Linked DNA regions of Xenopus laevis: region 1 is linked to region 2. A link is a contact called in public Hi-C data. All regions are on one chromosome and are shown on one strand. The core of a region is the stretch at or near the end of the contact, and the rest is flanking DNA. Distances in the headings are between cores, read along the strand shown.

The links. A called contact is a pair of places that touch in the nucleus more often than the background predicts.
Region 1: a contact with region 2 is called in a Hi-C map of the XL177 cell line, with 3 times the contacts expected there. The contact joins the enhancer-like site here to the promoter of faah.3.S in region 2. A contact is called at or near these places in 2 of 4 Hi-C or Micro-C datasets (the XL177 cell line and the XTC cell line).

Annotation. Positions count from the first base shown.
Region 1 is chr4S:73,586,973-73,589,672 of Xenopus_laevis_v10.1, forward strand. No RefSeq gene overlaps it. Among protein-coding and RNA genes, the nearest start is that of dmbx1.S, 110 kb to the left of the region's middle. Within about 2 kb of position 1,274, at least 1 of the 7 cell types and tissues checked has an H3K27ac peak or open chromatin away from gene starts, as enhancers often do.
Region 2 is chr4S:73,426,853-73,429,552 of Xenopus_laevis_v10.1, forward strand. faah.3.S (vitamin D3 hydroxylase-associated protein) reads right to left here and starts at 1,251. Exons shown (of 16, transcript XM_018259846.2): 1 at 889-1,251; 2 at 855-886. The coding sequence starts at 1,051.

The sequences.
Region 1 (2,700 bases), core at 24-2,523, 160 kb after region 2:
AAAATCAGTCAGTCAAATCAGATGAAGTTTCATTGGTGGCTCCATGGTGCCACTTTTTGAAGCTGAAGTCTATGATAGTGTTGCCAGATGTATTGGGTTAAATCAGGAGGCATATTAACCTTAAACCTGTGGTTGTCACATAAACAGGGTCAGACTGCCCCACTGGGAGAAAACTCGATGAGCCCTGGTCCTGTTGGGCCCCACTGGCCCAACTATGCCAGCTTTGGACTGGGGCAGCAGTGGCCCACTGAGGCTGTGACTTTAAGGGCCCCTCTCATGGGGCAGATTCACTAAAGGGCGAAGTGGCTGACGCTAGTGAAAATTCGCCAGAAATCTCATATGCAGGGATATCGCCAATTCACTAACAGGCATAGAGGACAATTCGCTAGTTAACGAGACCGTCGCTAGCATCCATATGCAACCTATCAACAGACGATTTTTCACTCTGGTGAACGGTTGTTACTCCGCAAATTCACTAAGATGCGAATTTTACTGAACGTTACTTCTTTCGCCAGAGCCACCTCATACCAGGCGAACTGATAAAATGAAGCTACATCTTCCTCAATCTTATGTCAGTGACATCATATCCTGTATGTTGGAAATGCATTAAAGTTGTAAAAAAACCTGGCGACTTTTCTTTTTTAAAAAGTCCATTTTATTAAAGATTTATGTGTGAGGAATTTTATAAAACTAATTTGAGGGGCATGCCAGATTTTTTTAAGGGTGGGCTCATGTCTAGGGCATTAGAGAATCTCTTCTGTCTTTATTACGGCTCATTGGACATGTGTTTGAAAAAGTGGCCACTTCAAGCAATTGCACCAACATTACTATTAAAGACTTCCATACAACTTTTAGGTACCCGCCCTATTCAGATTAACCTAAGCACAAGAATGCTAGCGAAGTTTCTCTAGGAAAAAATAAATGCTAGCGAAAATTCGCTATGAAATGCTCGCCCAGCCGAAGTAAAGCTAACGAAAATTAGCCAGCGTTTGGCTGCTGAGACACAACTTTGCATATTAATGATTTAGCATAGTGGTAACGAATTTGCGCCTGATGAAGTGGCGTGGAGTGTGGCGAAGCTGTCGCTGGCGAAAATTCCTGAATTTGTCCCATGGTCTCCAGGGCCCACCTCTTGATATGCACACACTGTATCACATAACCTTGACTTTTTTATTTCAAATGTTTGACAGGGCAGGGAAGATAGGTGTTTGGACCTGGGTCTTCAGGAGCCTGTGAGGACCAGGCCCACCGGGTTTTCACCCAATGTCCCACTGGCCCAGTCCGACCCTGGCCTAGACACATTGACAGGCAGTACGGAGCAGAGAGGGGAGACAAAATGCAGCCAATAACTGGCAGTGGAAGGTAGTGGCAGCTATAATCATGATGGGGACCGTCAGGGAGTTGTGCTAGAGTGTGGTGTGGGCCCTTAGCTGGGGGGATTAGTAGAGGTCTCTAGTAGGTTTGAATTATCTTTCATTTTGGAAATACTCACAAAAAGCCAAAATGCACAGCAAGATCTCTGCCTTTTATTTCAATATATATTAGTAGTAGTAGCTTCAACAAAAATGTTTTTTTAATGAAATCTCTATTCATTAAACAATGCAATACACAACATGTATTCTTGCTCCATGAAATTATAGTTACAATTTAGACTGACATTTCCTAAGAATGGAACACATTTGATAATGCCGCAAACGTTTTGTCATTTTCTGAATTTGGTGTTGTGCTTGGGTTTCTGAACACTGTGCACATGAGCAAGGTAAAACAGAAAATAAAACATACAATTGCAGTTGCTCTGTAGAAAGTAATTTCCCATGGGCTCCCTGTGTATAATATAATTGAGGATGACTGTTTGGATTTGTCGACACTAATAAATATAATCAATATATGTACACAAAGAATAATATGTGCAGATAACACTGAGACATGGGACTAAGAGCGCAATCAAAATAATTAATAAAAAGGGTTTATTTGCACTTGCTTATAGGCAGTAATATCTACTCTGTGTAATTAGTTACCAGAATATTATGGTGCTTTGAAAATGGTAGTCTGGAAAGGGAAAGACATTTTCTATGTCAGGAAGTGTAACCCAGAAGTTAATCTTGCTAAAAAAAATTCCCATCATCCCCCCTACAGTCTGTAGGGTAGTCCCTGTGAGATTTGTATTTGTGTATTTTCCAGTTAATGAGTGTATTATTTCACTGATGTGGAAACATCCTATGGATAGGAGAGAGAATATAATACTGTATATTTACATGTAAAGCTAATCAGAAGAGAGCCATGTAACCAATGGAGACAACTTACTACGGTCTTCGCTTGAAATGATTGAAGGAAGCAAAACAAATTGGATAATTAACCTTTTCAGTGTTAATGTTTATGCTGCGATGATGGAAACAGGCTTCACTGCCAGAATGTGCTCTAGCACTCTAAATGCAAACCTTGGCATGTAACACCTCCCTAAGAAATGTGTTGTTAGGAGCTAACAGATTTGTAATATTCTGTGCTGCCCATTAGAGTCTTCATCTTTACTTCTCCATCTTGTGAAAGAGAACATGGTAATTCATAGGCAGCAATACAGAAGGTGATAAATCAACATATGAGATTTGTTTTTATTGAGAGAAAAACAAATACAGTCAGGGAGAGAACAAAAGAAAATCTCCCCCAGAAAATCACCCCCAGTGTTGGACTGGCTCACTGGAA
Region 2 (2,700 bases), core at 1-2,500:
TTATTTTTTAGGAGAAGCTCATGGATACTGTCCTATTATTTTCCAGTGTTTTCTCTCTCATCTCATAGTGTGAGAGCTTCACCTGTTTTGGCTGAATAAATTGAGTTTACCACCCCGAATCGCATTGGTGTATGCCTGCCATAAGAGTTACACTACAGTTTTAGAGCTTATACTGTATATGAACACATTCAAATGAAGTCTAACAGCACATTCAAAGTAAATGTATATTTTAAGCATGTGTAAGACACGCCGGGAGTTCTACCTCTTCTCTTACCTCGTGGCACACCTCCCTGCCTGTTCGGGTTCTCACTTCGGGGCTTGGTGACACTGCTGTTTGATGCAGAGCGTCGTGACATTACCAATGGGCGCCGGATTTGAAATTCTTGGCGCCAAATCATCCTTAAAAGCCCAGTCCAAGTTGAGTTCAGTTTTATGATCCTGCTGAAGCGTTTTATTCGTGTTTGTATTCCTAGTTATTAACTCCTGCCTGACTTCTTGACTACGATTCCTGCCACCCTGATCCCTTTGCCTAAAATTCTACTATGCTTTTGCCGGTACTTTGCCGGTACCTTGTTTCTATTTTGCACAAACCTCTTGTTCAGTTCTGCTGCAGAAAGCCCGGGGCCCCAAAAGGTTGTTGGTGAACACCGGAACCACAGGGGTGCCCTGTGCATCTGTGAGTACCCTAATCACCTTAGGTTCCAACTAACTAGTATGTTACAGCACGTATGCACTTTTTTGGTGTTGGGGAACCCTGCTGCCTGTATACGCTCTTTCCTAGTTATTTGCCTTCCTCTTCTTCCTATATGGTTTGAGCAATAAATGCAGTGGCAAAGTGGGTTGCATGAACGTACCTGTTTCTTGAACTTCTCAGCCAGTTTTTCCACATATCTTTTCTTTTTTTCTCTTGTTGTATCTTCTTCAAAATGTTCCTTTTCTTCATCCATTTCAACCCATACAGGGACACAGCAACACAGAGCCCCAAGGCGGCAAGGATCCTGGATTCCACCTCATGCTCAGTGAGGAATTCATTTAACTTGTTATACATCATTTTACTTGTCTGACAATCTACGGTGCAGCAGGCAAGGTTTTATTGAACAAATCTGGCAGGATTCCACATCTGGCTCTCAGCAGTTTCATTGGAATGTTCAAGAAATACACTAGCAGTTGTGAACTGATCTGTTTGAGCAGGATTTATTGAACAAACCTTGCCAGTAATGTTAATATAAGCCAGTTTCTTAGTAATTGTTAATGTGAAACCAGCTTCAAAGAGTAAAGGAATGTGTTGTTTATGACTTATCTGACATAAAAGAAAAATATATATTTTTATAGGCTGAAAACATTGTTTTTCACTGAAGCAACTGAAAATGTGCCAAAAAAAGAAAGCAACTTTGTTCAAAGATCCGCGCACACACTTTTTATATGCAGTATGTTTACATGTATTTCAAATACACTACTGTATCAGACAGCATTATCTCCTTCTCTTCGGGAATCTTTGGGAAGTAAGTGCCGGATCAGCGCATGCGAAGTTGGAGCTATTTTCAGTTCTGTGACAACTGCGCATGCGCTGAAACTCATGGAAATTGCTGAAGAGCCGGGAGAAGACCCGAAGATTACCGAAGCAGCGAAGATGGCGTCCGTGAACTCCTCTGGACAGAATCTGCACCGAGTAAAGACTTAGGGGCATTTGCCCGGGGTAGCAGCTAGGCTGGGGGGAGGAGGGAGGGGGGTCTATGTAGGGTAGGGTTTTTTTAACTCCTTTAATGAAACCCAGGGATTTTGCTCAGCAGTAGTGATGGGCGAATTTATTCGCCAGGTGCGAATTCGCGGCGAATTTGCGCGATTCGCCGCCAGCGAATAAATTCGCGAAACGCCCGCGAAAATTTGCGGCAAAAATTCGCCAGCGTCAAAAAAAATTTTTACGAAAAAACGGACGTCAAAAACGAGACGCCGGAGCGATTTCGCGAATTTTTCGCCGTTTCGCGAATTCCGCGCGAAATTCGCGAATTTTTTGGCGAAGCGAAACGGAGCAAATTCGCCCATCACTACTCAGCAGGGCTAAAGATAACAAATGTATCAACTAAAGGTATCAATTTAAGACAGTTAAAGAGTAAAGAGTTGGTGACCCCACTTCAATATTATAAAAAGTAATCGGAAAATGTCTTTATTTCTGGTGAAAAATGTGAAACAAACTAAGCTGAAAAAAAGTGTTTGAAGGTGAGCAGTCCCTTTAAGTGGGTGTTTTTTTCAGAATGACAGAAGTTTAAAAGGGCAATTGAAGGAACTCCATGTCTGGTCCTTGCAAGGTAGATTATTATCAGTCTATAATGTAGTGGGATTAAGCACTACATACCCATTTTGCCACTAGAGAGAGAGGCAAAGACATTTCTTGGCATTTTATTTATTACTGGGGTACTAACAGAGGGTCATTATAAAATCTAATCACTTTTGCAATTTGCATTAATTTTTTATTGTTACAGAGCTATTTAAGATGTAATAACGGCTAATATGACTTGTAATTGACTTGTTGTAACAGCAGCGCTACCTGGTGGTCAGCTCCTGAATAAGAGATATACCCTCAGATGGAAAATAAGATTGTTCTGCTCAGAAAAGAGATGAGATGCCTCAAATGCCCTTTCCCATTCCATTCTGAGCAGAGCAATATCAGAACACTCTCCTTTGACTGTATTGTTGCTGGAA